Linked DNA regions of Oryzias latipes: region 1 is linked to region 2. Evidence: chromatin contacts called from public Hi-C data. All regions are on one chromosome and are shown on one strand. Each heading gives the region's core, a stretch centred on a gene start, on an enhancer-like site or on the middle of the called end of the contact. The rest is flanking DNA. Distances are from core to core; before and after follow the strand shown. Region 1 has its middle 19 kb from the start of LOC101170839. Region 2 overlaps LOC100049394 (transducin-like enhancer protein 3-A).

Region 1 (6,080 bases), core at 1,531-4,030, 51 kb before region 2:
TGCAAACTGGCGTTCAAGGGCTGCAGTTTGGAAGTATGATTTAAATATTGTTGGAAACCGATATCTCTTGTTTGTCTACAAGCTGGGCTTAACCTGCACTTCACATGCAGCGACGTTAATTGCTAAAGCTAGAGAGTTTATCCTTTTAGAGAGTTCATCCTTTCTGGATGGCTTGTTTTTGACAGTTCTTAGTTAGAGTTGACCTGACAAGGATTTCATTTAATCACACAAAAAAAGGAAAATTTGATGGTTAGCCGTTTAAAAAGTTATAATATATTTAATATACCCATTTTTTAGACCTCAATCTCATTAGTGTGATCTAAATTTGACCTAAAAACCCATTGTATATAACTTGGTACCTGTTTTCTCTCCTGTAGTGGGTTATCATTCCACTTTTCCTCACCATTTCAAAATGGCTGCGTCCATGAAATCTCAAAAAGAATACATGATGAGAGTAACTTATCCATTGATATTCATTTTTTTAAATTACTGTTTTGTAATGATGCAGAATTTGTTGATAATTAATTCTCCTTAATACAGTTATACCTTGTTAAAAAATGTGTATATTATATTTGAGGCAGTGGCTTTCTCTTCACCGAAAAGCATCTCTAGGGTTTACAGAGAAGGATCTGAAAAAGAGAAAAGATTCAGTGAGCGACAGTTCTGTGGGCGGAAATTTCTTTTTGATACAGACTGGTTCCAGCTGATAGAAAGGCTACAGTAACTCAAAAAAACACTGGTGACAACCGAGGTCTGCAGAAGATTATCTCTGAATGCACAACATGTCCAACCTTGAAGCAGATGGACTACATCAGCAGAAGAAGACCACACCGGGTTCCATTTCTGGAACAGGAAACTGAGGCTACAATTCACACAGACTCACCAAAACTGGACAATAGAAGATTGGAAAAATGTTGTCTGGTCTGATGAGTCTCCATTTCTGCTGTGACATTCGGATGGTAGGGTCATAATTTTGCAGCAACAACATGAAAGCATGAATCTATCCTGCCTTGTATCAACGGTTCAGGCTGGTGGTGGTGATGTAATGGTGTAGGGGACATTTTATTGATACACTTTGGGCCCCTTAGAACCAATTTAGCTAACACAGCCTACCTGAGTGTCGTTGCTGACCATGTCCTTCCCTTTATGACCACAGTGTACCATTTTCTGATGACTATTTAAAGGAGGATAAGATGGCATATCAGAAAGCTGGAATCATCTCAGACTGCTTTCCGTAAACTGCACAAAAGTTAAAACAAAGGAATGGGAAAAATATTCAACAAAAATATTTTAATAATAGTGTAGCTAAGTGCCATATATAGGGTTTGCATAGAGGTCCATGGAATAGGTGGAGGTGTCTCTTTCACCTGAAGTGATCAGAAGTTTATCATTAAAGAACATCAGGGATGATTGCAGCATGTGTCATTCATGTCATTTTTCTTTTTTTTCCCAATCAGAAATCTAGAAATTATACAACCTACTTCACAAATTCTTAGTCTACTCTTTGTAATTCATGTAAAAACTGTTTCACAAAAACAAGTTCCTTGGACTCAAATGGGCCTTTATAGTGACCAGATCTCAACCCAGTAGATCACCTTTGGGATGTGGTGGAACGGGAGATTTACATCATGGATGAGCAGCCGACAAATCCACAGCAACTGTGTGATGTCATCATGTCAATATGGACCAAACTCTCTGAGGAATGTTTGTTGAATCAATGCCACCAATCATTGAAACAGTTCTGGAGGCAAAAAGGGGTCCAACCTGGTACTAGCATGGTGTACACAAAAAAGTGGCAATTGAGTGTAGGGTATATCTCATCACAAAAATGTTAATGCTAACATTTTTTGTGGATTTCGTAAAAAGGTTTAAAACCATCTCAATTCCAAAACATTTGAACTTTCTATCAATTCTTTGATGTAGTGGGCTTTACCAGGTCAAGGTCTTCATTGCCCAAGACAAATCTAATATGTAATATTGTAATTCTTTAAGTTTTACACAGGTACTAAGATCTTTGATAATGTTCTCTGCTGATGAAATTCAAATATAGGCTTTGAATATTCACAACTAGCAACTGTCTGGTTTTGAATGAACTTGTGCAAGGCTGACTTGCAAATGCACCTTTGAGTTTTCTTTTCGACGCCATTCTCCAAAATGGATTTGAATCTCATCCTCTTAAAAGATGGGTGTCATTCAATCCAAATAATCTGGTAATGTATTCTGAACTCTGAAATCTGCATACTGGCGTACTGCAGCTGAGCTGTGGCTGTGGTCTCAGAAGAGTTTATCATTATTTCTCATTTATTTTGTCTCTCTAATTACCTAATTAATTCTGTTGTTTTGATTGGGGTGTTTGCCGTTTGTTTTGTGTGGGTGTAATCCTGTTCTATTTGTATGTTTGAAGGAGCAGTCTCGCTGAATTATTCATGCTGTGCTCCAGTGACAGCGCAGCCGTTTAAACTATGAAGGCATTTGTGAAATCCTCTCCTTCGTACAAACACACACAGCTTTCTCGCTCACACCTCTTTCTCTAAGTGCCTGAGGCATTGTAAGTGTTGGGAGGGGCGAGGATTTTCACGAGGCTCACAAGAACACCTCAAATGAGGCGATGGGAAAACATGTCCCTCTAATGTGTCTGACCGCTCTCTGCGATCCCCGAACCGACGTCTAATTTGACACCATTGTGTGACCTTTCATCCCCGCTTCTCACAGGAAGTAGTGCTCCATCCAAGCCATCCAATATGCCTGTTTGTGTGTGCGTGTTTGGGATGTGTGTGTGACCGGGCCCAGAGCCCATTGGGCAAGACTGTGGACACTTGAATCTACACAGACCTCCCAGGATGCTGCTGATGTGTCAAAAATGGCATTTGCTGATTGGATATCACCGTGTCATGCGGCGGGTTGGGTGTCCACTTCACACTTTCAGCTGTGACTTTCCTCAGTGCTGACTACACTTGATAAAGCCCAAGTAAGCAGAAGCATTGCATCTATTCGTGGATTGCTGGTGTCTGGTTTGGCTTTTTTTAGGGAAACGCTGCGTTTCCTCCTTCAGTGTGGTCTCCCTCTCAGAGAGCACTTTGTCAGAGAGAGAGAAGGAGGAGGAATATAGGGAAGAGGGAGGTGATGGTGTTCTCTGGGGATTGTATGTTTGTAGTGTTTACTGCCAAACCCTTAAGGACTTGCAGGCACTTTCATCAGCACTGAGTGGTACATAATACACACTTCCCTGCCTGTGTTCACTTAGCTTTTACTGTATTGTGTTCCTCTTGCTCTCATGTGACTTTTTTAAAACTGCACATGACACCTTAAAGTCCAAGAGCCATTTCGGCCATTTCGGCCATGTGTCTCCAGTAGGTCTGATTGTAATTTTGTAGTGGCTGCACATTTCTATTGTTCATTTGCACGAAGAGACTCTTGCACCAACTGCTGGCTTACAGCTTCTGTCATGTGGATGTGCCCCTCAGAACATCACTGTCCTTAAAATGCACAAGCAGGAGCTCTAACTTTTTCTTTTGATAAACACTATCAGCACTCCAGGCTCAGACAAAGCCGTGGGTATGCATTGTTTTCTGAAAAACTTATTTTTAATATGTTGTTTTGTCTCTATAGACTCTGTAGTCTATTTGATCTGCCCTAAACATACATCTTTAATCTGTGCTGCAGGCTACTTGAGAGGGAGTTTGAGTGTCACTGCAGTCCTTCCACGGAGGCTGGAGGAGGCCTGCTTTCACAGCTCTGCAACTCCCCCATGGGAGACCTGCAGAGGGCAGCATAACAAACACACTTTCACCCTCTGCTGCAGCCCCATTTCCACCTGCACAGCCATTGTCATCAACGTGGGTCTCTATTATCGTACTGGAATGATTCTGGGGAAAGAATATGAGAAAATTAAACCATCACAAGCCTGCAGGCGTTCTGCTGTTTGTAGAAGAGGAATTGAGAGCTAACTGGAGAGAAAAAAAATAATTATTTGAATGGAAGATTATGTTAATTTCAGGTTTTCCAGCAGGTAAAACATAGTTAGTTTGACTTTTACTGTTTGCAGATGTATTCCTGCATAAAACTAGGTCATCGGATTTCTATTGATTTTTTTCATGAAGACAATGAACGTATCCAATGCGGGTTTGAGCAAATTTGTAGGTGCGTTGTCCTTAAAGCAGATGTATTTGTCAATTTTTAAGTTTTAATTGCAAATTTTTGTTTTTATGGTAGTTTGATTTCTGCACTTCCGTCATGTAAATGTGAACTGAGCTTAGAGGTGATGTTGCAGCTACAACAGTGGTCAGAACAGACACACAGGGCCTTCACGACACAGTGCTAAATCTATTAGACTCTTTGCACAGTTTCCACAGGTTCAGTACGATCCTGTGAAGTCTTTTTAAGCCCTTTCCACCTTCATCTGAATGGTATAGCGTCGAAGATTGGCTGCTGTGTCAAGGAAGTTGTCAATCCCTCCAAGAGCTCACAAAAAAGCTTGTCCTCACTCAAATGGCTGAGTGCAATAGTTTGTGCAGCACCAAGTGTTCCTTTCATAGACTTTACAAGGCTCTGGGGATTAGGAAATTGTACCACATTCATCTCATGAATGTCAGGGCTGACAAAAAAGGAGCCCTCCAAATGCACACTGTGCCAATAAGCCGTACGACAAAAAAAAATTAAGAGAAAAACAAATCTCACCTGCCCTCAGCTCTTCAACAACATGGCTGCCTCCACAGTGCCTGCATCAGAAATTCAAGGAACATTCCCCGACTTCAAAGGTTTCCCCAGCGTTTTTTTTTTTTTTTTCATCTCAGTGCACCAGCCCATGGCCAGAACCACAGATTAATATTTCAAAACATGTTTCTTGCTTGCATCCCCCCATGCCTCCCCCCGTCCCTCGCTCTTTTTCTACATTCCCTCCTCTGCCCCCATCACCCCCCCCCCCCCCCGTTCCCTCCTAGCATCATCTCTCACACATGCAGCCCATTCCCTGTTTGCCACTTACTCTTAACCCCACCAACCCCCACCCAGCCAAAAAAAATGTGTGATATTTTTTCATATCTCGTGCATTACTGCTCTGCTGCTCCCTTCAATCCAATCACCAGGGCAGTATGCTTTATGGATTAATAAGAAATGATCCTAGAAGGTCCAGTCAGGCAGCTGAGGCACCAAAAGCAGAAGGATGAAGTGGTGAAACAGAGTGGGAGAGGGGCAGGGTGCCGTCTGGAGTCGAATTTTAATGAGTACCAAGGGGAATATGCCTTCGCTTTTTGCTTTTTTTTAATGTTGGTTTTGGTTTTTTCTGTGTGGTATCTTTCTAGTGCATCACTCTAAATCACTGTCACGCAAACAAGGTATTCCCATCATGCTTCTGGTTTGGCTTAATATCTGTGTCATCCTGTGGCACAGCCACCTCACCGGCACACCTGCTCTGCTACCCTAATTGAACAGATGATCTGCCAATTTGTCATGTTTATCTTCAGAGGCGTTCTGGCATCAATGCCCTGCTCTGCTCAGCCCCCTTAGAACACAGTGCAGATGTTAGCAGATTTCTTTTTTTTTATGACAGATCTTGTAGTCATTACTGAATTATTCATTGCTGCATTAATGTCTTTAGATAACATCTCCAGTCTTTTTTTTTTACTCCATCTCTTCTCTTTCTTCTTATCCTTCTCACAAGAGAAAATGCTATTATTCTCCTCTCTGACAGCAGAGCATGCAGAAAAATATAATTGCCTGTCTTGACTTATTGATATAAAAATAGGATTGAAATTATGCACTAGGGCTTGAAGGTTAGTTGAAAGTTATAATTCAGGGAAAGATGTTGCTCAGTGCAGCTTGGCTCAGTATCTGTCAAGAGTTATTCACTAGCAAAAAGGCAAATCAACGAGAGAAAAAGGTTCTAAAACCTAAAGGGTAAATTATTAAAAACTATGTTTGACTCTGTACAAATACAACATGCAGGAGTTTAATAGTAGTTTTGTATGTAACATATTTCTGTGCTATACTTTTATTTAAACAAACATTTGGTCTTTAGTTTAGCTAAATAATAAATAATAATATGTGCATATTGGACTGGTATGAAGCTTCTTCAACCAGCT
Region 2 (6,078 bases), core at 1,694-4,193:
GTGCTTCACTCTGGAGCTTTTCCATGGAGGTCTTGTGAAAAGTGTACATAATGGAGTAATAAATGGCCTTTTATAGATTTATATTTTGGTGTCCAGTTACGCTTGTGATGGTTCTTTCTGGTTCTCTCCGTGATTTTCTGTACCCTCTGGGGATGGAAATTAGATTAGGACTCTGTAAAAGGATATTCTTTTTGAGTTTTTCCCTCCTCGGGCTTTTTCAGTGTCCAGAATGACCTTTTTGAAAATCTAATTTGGATTTTTATTTTGTTTTTTATTACCCACCAACAGCTTTTTTTCTTCCCCTCCTTTGCCATACACTGGTATTTGCCCCGTGGATTGTAGCAGTAAAAAACTCTGCAATGCCCTTTTTGTTTCTTCTTTAAACTGGAAAGGGAAGAAGAAGCATGAAGGTGGACCTGCTTACCCCGGTCGACAGAAACTCAACTCTAAAATGATCTATGATTGAATGCTGGCTGTGTTCCATAAACATAACTAAAAGGATAATTATCAACTGGAGAACTGGTGGTTTTACAAAGGAACAGCTGCGATTTCAGTTCAGTCTGTTGATTCAACTGTTTTATTAAAATCTATTGCTCTACTGGGCAAAGTCATCAGTCTGTTTGAGTTAATTATTGCCTTACTTGTTTTGTTGGCCTATGACTGATATGCAAGACTCACATGGAAGACGCATAAAGATGGAAGGTGAAGCCGTGACCGCACCTGATATTTCAGCAGTAGTCTATTCTTTCTTCATATACAGTAACTCTTCATGGACACGAGCTAAACTGTAGCATCCATGCATCATCAACCACGAAGATTGTACAGTTGACAGTTGTTCATAAATAAACTTTTTTTTTTTTTTTAAGTAAAAAAAGTAAACGTTGCCTTGGCTATTGCCTTACTGGTTTTGTAGAATTTTTAAGGAATATTTCCTTGTGCAGGATCTTTATTTGCTAATAGTTAGCTGAGGATTAGCACCAAAAAAACAACAACTTTAGATTTGATTTGATAGTGAACTGAAGGTGACACCAGATGTTCCTCCATTTTTACTGTGTATGCCGTTTACCCAATGAGTGTAATTCCAGCAGATTCTGAAGTGGAGAAAAGTAGCCTTGATAGTAGGGAATTGCTTGTGAAAATGACAGAAATGATGACATCCATACGTCACTAATCAAGTCCGTTGGTCAACGTTCAACCTGATTTAACTTGCAACGTGTGTTCAATTGTACGTACAGCCCAAAAACAGTTCTAGAAACTTGCGTAGCTAGACTTTCAAATGCAGAAATGTGCATAAACTTATGTTTATATGGACTTTTCATTGGCAGTGGCCACTTGAATGCACGTTTCAGAGGGAAATGTGTAGGTTGCTGCATAGGGTTAACAGAGGCAGTTAATTTAGTTATGTTTCTTCCTCTTAAAAATTGGTTCTTTGAAGTCTACTTTACCCCATGTGGTAGTGGCAGTTGTAGCATCAGCTCTTCCAGACTGCAACCTGCATTTACAGCACATCCAATATCATCTGCCGGCTCTCCTTGACAGTAAATGGAAGTGCATCACCAAATGGCTGTAAAAGCATCTGGATAAAGGCTTAACGGCTGTCTCAGGAGACTTGAGCGGAAGACATTTTGGGTGCTGTTAAAAGACCTTTTTGCTTTGGCTTTAACTCCACCGATTACTGAGCTTACATTAATATTTTAAGGATCTAACTTGATGCAGCTTTCATGGCCCCACATTGGACAGGATTTTTTTTTTTTACCTTGTAGAGGTTGGCGGCGCAACCAATTTGCACATCTGTCTGTTCTCTGACACAGTAATGTCAGAGAATTATGAAGGGTCACCTTCAGAATAATGACATAAACACAGCCCTCCAGTTGCTTTGAGTGGTCTTTTGAAAGTTGAATGGTTTTTGGGTAGAGCGGGTTGAATAGTCCAGTCCGTCCACTCCAAAGCAATGCTCCTCCAGACGGCTTGAAGTTGTGAACCCTCTACAAGGCCGCCTCTCCTGAGATGTTGTTGTTAGATTATAAAAGCGGGGCCGGATGCTTTCAGCATGGAGCCGGCTGCCTCGCTCTGCTCTCACGGGCTCATTTGTTGAAGGCTGGGATCTTTCTTTTCCCACATTGCTCAAGTGTGTACTTCCTATGTGCATTTGTTGCTAACCCTTCTGCTCAAGTACAATTTCCCTCCTCTCCTAATCAAATAGTGGCATATCTGCGGATGAAAAGTTGGGCCTGTGAGTGCCTATCGGTGGACACTGAGAGGGTCATTGTCTCCCCTTCCGCTGATCCGTGTCTCAACAGACAGCTTTCAGCAAGTTCTCACACAAAAGGCCATGCTGCTCTCCACCATTTGAAGAGGGCAATAGTGCAGAATAAGAAAGTAGAGTGGCCTAAGTATTTAACAGAAGCTCAAAACACAAGAACATGGTCCAATTCCCTTTTTTGTCCTAGAATAGTTAGTGGCAACACTTGAAGACCATACAAAAAATAATAAAAAGACGGTACCAATGTAAAAACTTGGCTTTGTTTTTCTTTTTCAGCGTCCAGGCCATCACAGTTTGAAGGCCATCACAGTTTCTTATTCTTTCAGTTAGTCATGTTTTTGACCCTCTCCCATCGCACAGACAGATCCTTGTTTTTCCGTGTCTTTTTTGAAAACCGAAGCGATGGGCACAATGCTGAAATGCAGCATGATAATCCTCTAATCACCTGAGCATTGGCAGCCCTTGCTTTTATCAGCAGTGGATGTGAAAGCCCCCAGTGCCTAGTGATTACAGCATTTGATCTGGGTAATAATGTCTTCACTGTTGCCCTGCCTAGGACCCAGAGGCAGCAAAACTAATCCACAGTGCATTCTAGTGGAATTGCATTACACAAAGACCACCGGGGTTCTCTACTGAATGGGAGGGGTGGGGACAGAGGGGGTTAAAGGAAAGGGTTGCCATGGAAACAGGCTGCTCTCTCTTTTTCTCTGTCATGAGGATACACAAGTGCACACTCGTAACACACGCACACAAGCACTCCCCCCTGGGACAGATAAATGAAAGGCAGGTTCTGTGTTTGCTTTGAACAGACCCACCAATCTCTGAGCGGGCTAAGCCCCGATAACACCAAGCCTGTACAGTCACCAGCCACTGACAGCAGATAAGGACTCCAGCAGACCAGAGCAGTCATCACCCGACAACAAGGATGAACAAACCTGGGAGACCCGGATTCATTTGGATTAGGCTGGATTGCCACTGCTGCTTCTGATGCTGCTGCCGCTGTGCTCAGACTTCTGATGCTTACAGGAGTTGCTACATGAGAACATGAAGTTGATGTTCAGCCTGTGAAGGGTTTAGTCAAAGGGCTCAGCCCACACTGGTGGGCTGGGTTTTATTTAGATAGTGGGGTCAAGGCATTTTGGAGTTTTGAAAGGCCAAGAAGCAGGCAAAATCTTCCTCTGTGCTGAGGAGACACCTCACACGTTACCATTTGATTTGATTTTATCTCAGGGAAAAACTACCATGACAATATTTAGAGTTTGTTCCAAGTATCCACTAAAATCTACTAATTCAACACTGTGAGTGAACAGACTTTTTTTTTTTAACCAATACCCCGAGAAGAGACCTACATGCTCTTTGATGTTAAGATCAAGACAGCTACAAGTACTTCTTTATTATGTGCATTATGCTAAGATGCTAATTATTTTTCCACACACACTCCACGATTAAAGCACAGCTGGAGGTGTAGAAGCAACACGGCTAATTACAGAGGAAATGGTGATGTTGAACTAAAGTGCTGGGATCTGAATTTCTCCCTGTCCCTTTCTCTCTTTTAATTTACTCTCTGCTGCTCAACGAAATGGAGTAACAGGTCTGTATCTGTCTCTGGCAGCTGTCCTCCTTTAAAAAGCAAACTACTTTATATGTATCATTGACACAAATGAAACACTTGAAATTTTTACATCACAATTAGATTTTTGAGTTTTTGTTGCTACATAAGGCTTTGTTTAACATTTTGTTTATTTTATGTGTTAGAAAAAACCCTTAATCAGTTCTATGCTCAGAAGACCTTTTTTTATTAGGTTTTAGAATAATAACTGAACAAAAAAAAAAAAAATTAATTACATGTACGTCCTCCTATTAATAATTAGACAAAAGCCCAACTCAAAATGCAAGAGCAGGCACAAAAAAACAAGCACAACCCCTGATTTGGGAACTTTAAGCTTTATTTTTTTCAGAGAAACCCTCTTACTAACATAAATAAGGCTTCAGTTGACTCTACTGATCATTTAATGTCTGACTTAACTTTTTCTTGACCTCAGGTAATATCTGACTTCATGTGCTCGCAGAGAGGTTTCATGGTCCCCTGATTCCAAAGAACCTGTCCTTGTCCTGTAGCTGTAAAGTGAGCTTAATTACTATCCAGAATGTTCTAAACTTTATTTGATTTATTTTATCAAATCTGAAAAAGTCTAATAGTCTACTTCTCAATTTCAAATACTTGGTCTAGCCTAAGCGATTAGCTGAAAAGGAATTCCATTCCATTACTATTTTACAACGAAACAGTAACTTTGTGTTAATCATAAAAGGGAACAGAGGTGAAGTTAAGTTTGTGGCTCCTTTTCACTTGTGAAGCTTCACATAGTGTTTCCTTCTAACAGTAACCACTGGTGCCACCTTCAATGAACCACATTTCTCCTCAGATGAAAGAAAAAAACAAAAAAACTGTGGTGTTTGCCCTTCTCCACACAGACGTCATGTTAGACAACCCAGTCTCATCCTAAAATGTGTAGTAGCTACATTTGTCCACATTTTTAGGATGAGACTGGGTTGTGTTAGAGGTTACAGCTGAAATATAGTTACATTTGTTCAGTCAAGAGGACCCAAGTCTTCAGCTTTCTTCAAGAAGGCATTAAACAGTTACAACAGGTTTTAAAAGTATAACCTTTGTGTGCCTGAATAATAAAAAACAGTAAAACGTGTGAATTTTAAATCTGTTTCATGAATGATAACAGCCAACACTTTAATAAGTTTACTAATAAAGTTGCCTCCTTTCATTTAAACAATTTTAAAGTAAAAGAAACATACAAATCTATCATAAAAGAACAAAACTGATTTCTATATATTTGTTTTAAAACAGTTTTTATTCCTGTTCAATCTTTGCAATTTGTTAAGTGCGTCAAAAATATTTATATACCAAAAATATTTTACGACGTTAATAGTAAAAAGTCACATACTACTTTTCAAATAACACACAAAAGCACTAATATTAAACTCCAAAAACGTTATAGACTCCAAATTGTGTTTTATCCCCAAATGAAAGGCACTAATTCACTGGTAAAATGGATACAAATAAATCAAATGAAGGATTTTAAATTTTTTAAATTTTGTGTGAACTGACCCTGAGGAGATGCATCATGTCTGTTCATATTTCCTCGTCTGATGACAGAAAGCATGGGACTCTAATACAATCCTCACAAAGAAAACATTGTTTTTTATTTTATTTTTACTTCAGAACTCTGCAGTCTTCAATGGACGGATGCAGAGAGAGGGGCGCCTGCACTCTATGCTTTGATCACAAGAAGTGCCACTTTTAAGATTTTTTGGAAAGCTCCCATGCCTACAAGCTTAAAGTGCCCATATGACCCGTTTATTCCACCCTCCACTAAATAATTGTGTCATAGATGTGATATTTATTTTTATTTGTGCGACGTTGCAAACTGAATAAACCGTTTGGCACCCAGTTTAGCACCATTTACCAAATTGTGGGAGGCTGAATTTGCTTCCAGTCTCTATGGACCCCCACACACACAGACACACACACACACGCTATTGGTAAGAAAAAAAACGCTTTATTTTTAGTCCTGTTTGGTTCATTGAAGCTCCTGTCATTCCCAATGCCCCTGCTGCGTCTGACAAAAGCAGAACCTTTTTAGATTGGAAAGACGGAGGGGCAATATTTCAGATAGATCTGTTTTTTTGAAAATACATTATGACATAATCATGTTTTCTCCCTAAAAACCCTGGGGAAGTCTGTCTGTCAGATTGCAGTCCTCTTTTGGCTGTCTGGTCTGAACAGAAACAGCAGTTGCGTG

Evidence for each region. Hi-C and Micro-C count contacts between places; a contact is called where the count stands out from the background.
Region 1: a Hi-C map of embryo shows a contact between it and region 2, with 1.9 times the contacts expected there. The contact joins two enhancer-like sites. A contact is called at or near these places in 3 of 5 Hi-C or Micro-C datasets (embryo and fibroblasts).

The regions. Positions count from the first base shown.
Region 1 is chr6:16,262,906-16,268,985 of ASM223467v1, reverse strand. No RefSeq gene overlaps it. Among protein-coding and RNA genes, the nearest start is that of LOC101170839, 19 kb to the left of the region's middle. Within about 2 kb of position 2,780, at least 2 of the 8 cell types and tissues checked have an H3K27ac peak or open chromatin away from gene starts, as enhancers often do. A contact at or near this core is called in embryo, where this site is marked.
Region 2 is chr6:16,212,101-16,218,178 of ASM223467v1, reverse strand. It overlaps LOC100049394 (transducin-like enhancer protein 3-A), which reads left to right. Exons shown (of 21, transcript XM_023955778.1): 21 at 1-616. Among protein-coding and RNA genes, the nearest start is that of LOC105354219, 20 kb to the left of the region's middle. Within about 2 kb of position 2,943, at least 1 of the 8 cell types and tissues checked has an H3K27ac peak or open chromatin away from gene starts, as enhancers often do. A contact at or near this core is called in embryo, where this site is marked.